Linked DNA regions of Mus musculus: region 2 is linked to region 1. The links are chromatin contacts, called in public ChIA-PET maps. All regions are on one chromosome and are shown on one strand. Each heading gives the region's core, a stretch centred on a gene start, on an enhancer-like site or on the middle of the called end of the contact. The rest is flanking DNA. Distances are from core to core; before and after follow the strand shown. Region 1 holds the start of Phf6 (PHD finger protein 6). Region 2 has its middle 3.7 kb from the start of Gm42407.

The links. ChIA-PET counts read pairs in DNA pulled down with a chosen protein or histone mark.
Region 2: a contact with region 1 is called in an RNA polymerase II ChIA-PET map of memory CD8 T cells, with 234 read pairs. The contact joins the enhancer-like site here to the promoter of Phf6 in region 1. A contact is called at or near these places in 2 of 39 promoter capture datasets (the C10 cell line and pre-B cells), 10 of 484 Hi-C or Micro-C datasets (CD4 T cells, cardiomyocytes, forebrain and 6 more), 4 of 115 datasets of contacts at active chromatin or transcription factors (CD8 T cells, effector CD8 T cells, embryonic stem cells and 1 more) and 1 of 9 other capture datasets (adipose tissue).

Annotation. Positions count from the first base shown.
Region 1 is chrX:52,909,682-52,914,589 of GRCm38.p6, reverse strand. It overlaps Phf6 (PHD finger protein 6), which reads right to left and starts at 2,376. Exons shown (of 11, transcript NM_027642.2): 1 at 2,154-2,376.
Region 2 is chrX:52,754,798-52,759,705 of GRCm38.p6, reverse strand. No RefSeq gene overlaps it. Among named protein-coding and RNA genes, the nearest start is that of Gm42407, 3.7 kb to the left of the region's middle. Within about 2 kb of position 2,330, at least 25 of the 459 cell types and tissues checked have an H3K27ac peak or open chromatin away from gene starts, as enhancers often do. A contact at or near this core is called in CD8 T cells, effector CD8 T cells, memory CD8 T cells and 2 more, where this site is marked.

The DNA.
Region 1 (4,908 bases), core at 1,127-3,626:
AAATGGCTGAAGATAAGCAAAATTCTTAGAGGGAAAATCATCCTTTATTCCCCAAATTGAATCTGAAATGGTACCCCGCTCCATTCTATCTTTATTCACTATTGCCTCTTTTAACTAACAAACAGTGTATTTTTTCATCTTAATTTTCAGAACCTGCTTTTCTAGATACCAAAGATTCCAAAATCTAAAAGAGAATATATATATATATATATATATATATATATATATATATATATATATATATATATATATTTTCACACACACACATACATACACACATATACTTACTTTGCATTGTAAAGCATTCACACATTTCTTGGTAATTTATATTTTATTTGAAAGTGAACAGAAACACACAAATGTGCAACAAACGATTAAAAATTTGCCTTGCTATGCAATGACTAATTGGATTTTTCCACTAAAATTCAAATAATGCATGTGTGCAGAGCTTGCTGATTTTTTACATCTGCCTTATAAACCATGCAGCAGCAGAGCCCATCATGGAAACAATGACGCCTAGCAAAACTGTCTATCAAAAAAAATACAGATTTTTATCTACTACTGTCACACTTGTGGTCTAGGGTTAAGCAGAATAAGGACATTCAATCAGCATTACTTATGGGGCTCAAAAACATCTATTGAGCGCTTTCGTTTTAATTTAAAGGTTTTTCAAGAACAGGCAAAGCTCAAAGTTCAATACTTTAACCCAACAATGAGATGTTTCAAAGAAAGGTAACATTATGGATAATGTGTAAAGGTGAAAGAAACAACAGTAATTTTATGGGAAATACAGTTTAAATGTCTGAAAAAGAAACCCCGCTGAAACAATGAATGCATTTCCGATTTTCCAAGATGCTGTGAAGCATCGAGGTAGAAACCACCTGGATGACCAAGGAGGGCATTCGAGAACCAACTCGAGAGCTTAGTCAATGGCTAGTATCTTAAAAGAACGTTTTCTACCGAAAAAAACAAACAAAACAAAACTGCAGTTCCGGAAGATGAAAAACCTTCCGCATGCAAGCCAGTTGAAATTCACAGATATAAGTGCGATCCTCCAAAGATAACACGGTCTTTCTCTCAGCAAAGTTGCAGTGAAGAGAAATAAATGAATAGGAAATGTACCGGAAGGGCACCTGAATTTGGTTGCACGATATTATTACATGCTTCGCACTGCTTTTTTTTTTTTTTTTTTTGCGGTTATTCAAAAGGAAACTAAAGGAATTTTCCAGTTGTTTCAAGCCAAAGGGTAGTGAAGAAATTTGAACTGTATGAATAAGACCCGATATTACGTAGGAACCAGAGGAAAATTAAAGGCTTTTCAAACATCAAAAGATTTGTTTTTCACTTTCACACAGAATATCGAAACGAATAGAAACTGCAAAAGAACGCCGTGCTGTTCGCCCATGTAATAAAGGACCAGGCAGGAAACAGAGCGGATTCTCTCCGTTATGTATTCCCCAATCGCACACTAGCCTCCTAGATCTCCCTCTAACCAAGGCGCTGGATAAACTCGAAAAAGTCTCTTCCTTCCCAACACTTCAGTAGGTTCCTTTCAGCCAGAAAGTCGGGGTCCCCCCCCCCTCCGATTGTCCTTGGCCAAGTCTCTGGAATTCAGGAAAATATCACCTTCTTCACACTCCTCCCTTCCCCAGGAGTTCGTCCTCTAAGGACCTGACTCCGAAGCATCTCCTTATCCATCACTTTCGCCCGATTCCCCTTACTGGGGAGTTTTTCTTTTTCTCCCCCTCATTCCGTAAGGCTTACCCTCATGCCATCCTAACCATTTTTTTTTTCTCTTACACTTCGGAAGTAGTCACCCTCCTTACCACTGAAACCATCTAAGCGTCAGCAGAGTTTTTTTTTTTTTGAAGCCCCCATCCCAGTATTTCTCTCCTCCGATGTGAAGCCCCCTCCCCCGAAGTCTAGGCTGCCGCCTAACATGTCCCTCAGCGCCCCCACGGCACTAGGTCGCCAGCCTCTGTAGGGAGCACCGACAATGCGCGGCGCCTCTGGGGGTCCCTGACAATGAAGGAGACCACCGCCAGTCCCCCCCGTAACAACGGGCAGGGGCGGCGGCCTGGCCACCGCCATCCTCTTCGTCTTCTCCCGCCAGAGAGAGAATGGGGGGCCCCTGGCTACCGCGGGGAACTCACCAGTGGGGCTCACGGCTGGGCGAAGGGAGGACAGCGCCCACGAGGGAAGACGGGGAAGGCGGGAGTCGGTTCTCCGGCACTGCCGAAGAGCGGGGCTCTGTCGCCAGGGGTAGTTTCCTTTCATTCGAGGAGAGACGGGCTCGCCGAGCGCCCTTACGTTGCCTCCCTCCGTACGCACACGACCCACAGGACGTTGAGACGTCTCGAGCGCGCCGGGCACTCTGATTGGCCACCGAGCCGGGGCGGTTGAAGCCGCCGAAGGACGGCGCACGCGCGCAGACCGGCCCCTCGAAAGGTTCGGGGTGCCCCGCCTCCTGCTCGCGCGCGGACCTTCTATTCTCCGCTCTGCCGCCCGGCTGAGGCTTGGGGGGCAGGAGTGGAGGAGACGGAGAAAGAGATTTGAAGAGAAAGCTAGGCACTGGGAGGAGAAGGCGTTGGGTTGGGGCCAGAAAGCCTGGGACCAGGTCCTGGGGAACCGGTTTTCCCGCGAAGCAAATGCACAGGCCTTAGCCCTTGCACTTGTTCGTCGAGGCCTTTTTACATCCATTATTTCATTGTACTCTCCTGGCATCCCTGTGGGGTCCTCCTTTCGCCTGATTTCACTGCCGGCAAAGAGCTCCCAGTGCAGTTTTCTTATTTGCATGGCCGTCTTTGGGCTAATCGTTTTAATCACTCAACCTTTTTTTTTTTTTTTTTTTTTTTTTTTTTGGAGGAGGAGGACGGAATGTCTTGGAAATGAGGATGAAATACCTTCCAAGTTTATTGTGAAGAAGACTAAGGATGCAACTGAAGCATGTATTACCGTAATAGCTGGCTGACTCTTTGTAAATGCTGGAGTTGCCATAATCAAAAAAGATGAGTGATTTTCTTTATATTCCACACAAATGAGCTACATACCTAAACCAGTGCGCGCTCTCTCTCTCTCTCTTTCTCTCTCTCCCTCCCTCCCTTTCTCTCTTAGCTTATTGGAGGCATACTCCTGACTGTGACTCTCAGCTCCCTCACTTCTAGCTCTGTGACCTTGATCACGTTGTATTACCTCTCGTCCCTCAGACTTATCAATTCTAAAATGGAGAACGCAATGGTCTCCCTCACAAAATGTTGTGAGAAATGAGTTAATATGTACAAATCACATTAATGTCTGGGGACATAGTATACTTTATGTGAGGGTCAACTTTTGTTATTTTCTTCTGGCCTCTGTGAGGGGAAACCATTTTTTAAAAAGAAAAAAAAATCTAACGAACCAGCGAGGCTTTAAAAAGCTGTCTGATTTAGCCATGTTTCCTGCAATGGGAGTGAATTTACACTCTGGATCCAATGTTTTTACATGTTGTTCCATCAATCTTTATGGGTTTTTTTTTCTTTTCAAGGTCAACCTTAAATTTCATTGCACAAGAAACCAGTAATCATAGTGGTGTAACATTGATTCATTCACATGGAACTCAATGAGGACCTACAAATCAATCATTTAGCTTTAAGGTATCTTTCTGTAGTGCAGGTGCTGAGTTATCTATCTGTCCTGATTTTAGCACCTAGACCTGTGCTCCCCCCCCCTTACTTCACATCTCTCCTGTGCTGTAGAAGCATCGGGCACCAGTTGCTTTGCCCTACCTTGCCTTCACTCTTAAAAGATCCACCTGCTTCCACTGCCCTTTGCCTGCGGTTACTCTTTAAGGTAGTGACTAGAGATTTGCATAGGAAGATCCACAATGAGTATTCCATTTAAACTGTATGTAAATCAGAGGCCTTCCACCACCATCTCCCAAGTTTTATAGGTTTATTGATGCCACAATCATACAGATAAATATGTAAGAGAAAATGCACTTGAACAGCATAGGTCTTTTTGACACCCTAGTCCCACATTTTTACCATTCTTTCATCCACTCTTTTATTCATGCACTTACTTGAACACAATTTAAGCCAATAAAAGTTTGCAAAACGAAGTTCCAAGCCAAAAGGAAACAGATTAATCTGACACAAGCCCATTGAGTTCACGATCTAAATACTGAGGCCATCAAGTAAACCAATACGGAATGATGTGCTGAAGGTGCACACCTAAGGAAGAGTCGTACACTGCCCGATGTGTACAAAGCACTGTGGTCAGCTACAGCACAATAATGATTAAGACACAGCTTTTGCTTTCAGCTCATTACAGTCTACTAAGAAAAAGACAAATGGCTACAACAGGAGATGTAAGCAGTAAGTACCTTACAGACAGGGAGAAGTAAAAGAGAGTTCCTAGAGTGTTATCAGTGGATTCAGTTACCTTCGGGCCCAGGCGTGGTAACCAGTCCCAATTAGCATGACTGATGGATGCAGCCTGTTATTTCCTGCTCTTAGTGCCTGGGGATCTAGCATAGGCCACACTGATCTCCTAGTGATTCACCAGTACCAATCCTCTTCTACTCTTCTCCTTCGGGCTCCAGTTACTGCTTTTTTTGTACTTCATACTCAGCAACGGTCCCAACATCATCTAATACATCCATCTCACTCTGATCCAATTGGCTCTGCCCTGGGGCACCAGTTGCTTTGCTCTAGCTTGCCTCTACTCTCAAAAGATCCATCTGCTTCTACCGTCCTGTGCCTCTGGTTACTCTTCAGCCATTTATTCAACAAACATTACAGGTGGCTTCTGTATAGCAACTAGTATTGGAGGTTATAGAGACTTGAAAGGGGACATGGCATAGCTCCTTACTAACACAGCAAGTGGACGCTGGATGTGACTGAGGGTGCTCAACTATAACCCCTGCTCTCA
Region 2 (4,908 bases), core at 1,081-3,580, 150 kb after region 1:
TTCTTTTCTCTTCTTTTCTTTTCTTTTTTCTTTTTTTTTTTGTTCTTGTTTTTGTTTTCAAGTGAATTTTTTAAAATGAGGAATTAAGTGTGTTTTGTGCTTAAGTGCTTAGAATTCCAATATTTAAATTCTAGTGAAGCACTCTACTTTGAAACAGAAAGATCTGGGGATGGGGTGAAAGCAATTTGCTGATGAAAGACTCCTCCGGACAAGTTACTGCTGTCTCTCAGGCACAAAGGGTGACCTGCACTACCACTCAAGGCCAAGTTGGTAACCACACTTTGTTCAGTGGAATATTTTAGCATTATTCTATAGACTCCACTTGTAAAACAAAAGGGGCTAAACATGGCCTCTTTACACTAGTAACCGAACAATTCCAACTTTTGAAAGTACACATTCATTTAAGGTTCAAAATGAGGGCAGCAGAGAAGTTTTGTATTAACCTTCAAAGAACTTGGGATGTCACAATGTGACAATCAGGCATTACAAGCTAAAGCAGGGGGAATTTTTCTTGAATTCTGAGTTTTCCAAGTTCCAATTTGTGAAAACCAGAAGCCTTTTTTTGAATACAAGGCTGACATTATGAGAGAGACATTTTAGCGAGAAGATAAACATCTCATAAAGTGTATATTCGTAAGGTTTGTAGGTAGAAGGTTTGCCTATTGATGTCAGAGGCCGTAGGTCCAGCACTGGAAAAAAGAAAAAGAAAAAAAACCCTACACAATACAATTAGTAGGGTACAAGATAACACATACATGCTTCTCCTAAATTTCAAGTATGAAATAAAAATTTCACTATGAAATCAAAAGCAGCCTGCGCCAGGGATTACATCTGCAGTCTCAGCACTTCAAAGGCGGAGGCAGGAGAATCATCTTCGGCTCAAGAACAGTTTGGGTTGTATAGTAAGTACAGGGAAACCTGAGCTGCAGACAGAGATCCTGTCCAAAACAAACAAAAAGCAAAAGAAAGAAGTGCTCAGAGCCAAACACAGCAGTACCAATCTATGATCTTAGCACCCAAAAGGCTGACTTAGTAAAAGGACCACAAATTTTGGGCCAGCCTTGGCTACACAGTGGGATCCTGTCTCCAGAAAGTTAAGTAAATATCAAGTTAGCTCATGTCTGAGGACCCGAGTTTTAGTTTAGCTGCGTAACCTGAATAAGTTACTTAAGCATGCTGTGCTGAAGTTTCAGTTAAACAAGCTCTTTAAGAACCCCCCCCCCCCCGGGGCGTGGTGGCACAAGCCTTTAATCCCAGCACTTGGGAGGCAGAGGCAGGAGGATTTCTGAGTTTGAGGCCAGCCTGGTCTACAGAGTGAGTTCCAAGACAGCCAGGGCTAAACCCTATCTCAAAAACAAAAACAAAAAACAAAAAACAGGGGGCTGGTGAAATGGCTCAGTGGGTAAGAGCACCCGACTGCTCTTCCGAAGGTCCGAAGTTCAAATCCCAGCAACCACATGGTGGCTCACAACCATCCGTAACAAGATCTGACACCCTCTTCTGGAGTGTCTGAAGACAGCTACAGTGTACTTACATATAATAAATAAATAAATCTTTAAAAAAAAACCAAAAAACAAAACAAAACAAAAAAAAAACAAAACAAAAACCAAACCAAACAAAAGAACCCTCAGGGAAAACAAAAAACAAACAAACAAACACCAACAAGCTTCGTGGTGGTGGCACTTGGGAGGCAGAGGCAGATGGATTTCTGAGTTCGAGGCCAGCCTGCCTGGTCTACAGAGTGAGTTCCAAGACAGCCAGGGCTAAACCCTATCTCAAAAACAAAAACAAAAAACAAAAAACAGGGGGCTGGTGAAATGGCTCAGTGGGTAAGAGCACCCGACTGCTCTTCCGAAGGTCCGAAGTTCAAATCCCAGCAACCACATGGTGGCTCACAACCATCCGTAACAAGATCTGACACCCTCTTCTGGAGTGTCTGAAGACAGCTACAGTGTACTTACATATAATAAATAAATAAATCTTTAAAAAAAAACCAAAAAACAAAACAAAACAAAAAAAAAACAAAACAAAAACCAAACCAAACAAAAGAACCCTCAGGGAAAACAAAAAACAAACAAACAAACACCAACAAGCTTCGTGGTGGTGGCACTTGGGAGGCAGAGGCAGATGGATTTCTGAGTTCGAGGCCAGCCTGCCTGGTCTACAGAGTGAGTTCTAGGACAGCCAGTGCTACACAGAGAAACCTTGTCTCAAGGGAAAAAAAAAAGAACCCTCTGGGTTTGTAGTTTGGTTGATCTTACTAGTGCATAAATGTGGAGAAACAGCCAAACAGAGACATAAGCAAGGCCTATTTTTTGTGGCATATAGTAGTTGCTACAGGCAACCACCACAGAAAAGGAAATCGGTTGTGGCTAAATTTCTCACAGATCTGGAGGACTTGGAGCAGACAAGGCCAAGTTTGAACCTGTGTCATTAAGTCACAAAATGCTAGCCAGTTCTTTCTAACCAAATGGAAATAGAGCACAAGATGGATAGAGGGGACAGTTTTGTTTGTGGGGTAGAATTATGTTTCTTCCACGTGATCTTCCAATGTGGCTTTGGAGCTATGGTTCTGAGATAGCTTAGCTCTGAAATTCATATGTTGAACACCTGGTCTCGGATGTAACGGCCTTGAGAGGTTGTGAGGCTTTTAAGTGGCCTAGTGAATGGATTCGGGTCTATTTCCATGAGGGTGGGTTAGCTCTGTTGAGACTCAGTTATCTTCTCATGAGAATGGTGCAGTTACCTGAGCAGGTTTTTGTAAAGCAAGTGCGACAGCTCCCCTGGGCCTCTCTCACATGTGCCCTTCCACTTTCTGTCATAAACTCAAGCTTTATGAAGCTGAGAAGAAAGATAAAGAATACCATGCTCCTTGGCTTCCAGAAAAAGAGACTAAAACTGCCCCCCTCATGCTGGTTGTGGTGGCACACGCCTTTAATCCCAGCACTCTGGAGGCAGAGGCAGGCGGATTTCTGAGTTCGAGGCCAGCCTGGTCTACAAAGTGAGTTCCAGGACAGCCAGGGCTATACAGAGAAACCCTGTCTCAAAAAACAAAAAACAAAAAACAAAAAAAAAACCAACAAAAAAACTGCCCCCCTCTTACTCCCCCTCTCTGTCTTTTATATATATATATATAAACTACACAGCTGCTGATAATTTATTATACCAGGAGGAAGTGGATCAACAGTTTTTGCTCGGTTAAATGACCTTAGTTTCCTCAGTTGTAAAATGAGGAGACAGTAAAATTCTCAGTTCATGGAGTTGTTGTGTGCGTGTGTATGACACTTTGTATGCATTCAATACATATTAGCTATTGTTATGAAATGAACATAGAATGGACCCTTTATTAGCCGAGGTGGATTAATGATTTAGAAACCCAGGGAAAGCCTTGTTAACAGCTAAGAGCCATAGAGTAGATGTCGGATAATAAAGAGAGGGAGAGGGATAAATAAAGGAGCTGGAGCTGGTGAAGGAAGGACCATCTAGAGTGGTGCTCACTAGCCACCTCTGCTCCCAGTGCTTGCAATGTGTTTAGTCTGCAGTGAGGTGTGTTTTAAATATTCAATAAATGGCAGATTCGGAAGGATCATTATACCCCAAATGGTACTGTATCTATATATACCTCAAACATGTCATGTTAAAGAAAATACTCTGTTGAACTAATTCACTTGTTTTATCTATCTATCTATCTATCTATCTATCATCTATCTACCTATCTATCATCTATCTATCTATCTATCTATCTACCTATCTATCTATCTATCTATCTACCTATCATCTATCTATTATATAGTCTTTGGGATCTAATCCAGGGCATTCATGCCAGACATGTGTTCTCCCACAGAGTTACATTCCCAGCCTATTATTTTTATCTTTCAATGTCTATCTATCTGTCTCTCTGTTGTCTATTTATCTGTATATCTATCTATCTATCGAATGTGGATACACACACTTCTTGTGTGCTTGGTGCTTGAGGAAGTCAGACGAGTTGCATCCTCTGGAACTGGAGTGACAGACAGTTGGGAGCTGCCATGTGGGTGCCGGGAATGAGCGCACTTAACTGCTGATTCATCTCTCCAGACCCATATTTTTACCTTTTATAGAGACCATTGGAAACACTGAAATACATGTCTGTAGGCTTGATGGTGCATACTTTTAATTAATTCCAGCACTCCAGAGCCAGAGGCAGGCAGATCTGTGTGAGTTCAAAGTCAACCTGGTCTATGTAGTGAGTTCTGGGCCAGCCAGGGCTACACAGTAAGTCCCTGTTTCAAAAAATAAAACAAAATGTATGCTATACATTATCTTTCTAGTGAACAGCACTGCTGTAAAATTCAAAGAAACTCACTGTCCCTGTCCTCAAACATTCTTTTCTGATACTCTCTCACAAGAAGGCAAAGCACCATGTGGCTCTGTTCCTGACAATTTTAGTTCCCTGTCTGTCGCATGCCTGTGCCCTAAGCTTTCCTCCAAAGCTGTATAGAAACTCATATTTGATTACTCATACCAGCACTGGACTTTGACCATTAACCCTAAATGTCATCAGCTTTTGTGGAATCTTCTTTAAGGTGAAAGTTAAGTTTCCTGAAATATTGCTGACAGATAGTTCATATCTATTCTTCCTTCATCTAGAACAGAAAGGTAACACTAAAGTGAGTTATGTAACAGGGCTCTAACATCAGATTCATATATAAAATATTCAGGGCAAACCCCCACACGTGGTAAGCGCTCATCAGTGTTGCAGACTACTAACTCCAATTTTGCTGGCTAGAGAGTCTCAATTGTGAACTCTGATTTGAGTTTCAGTGAGTAAGTTCCTGGGGGTATTCTACCAATGAATAGCGGAGGAATGGAATCACCAAAGAAGTCAGATAAAAGCAGCCCTGAAAGCCATTGTTGGTGACCAGT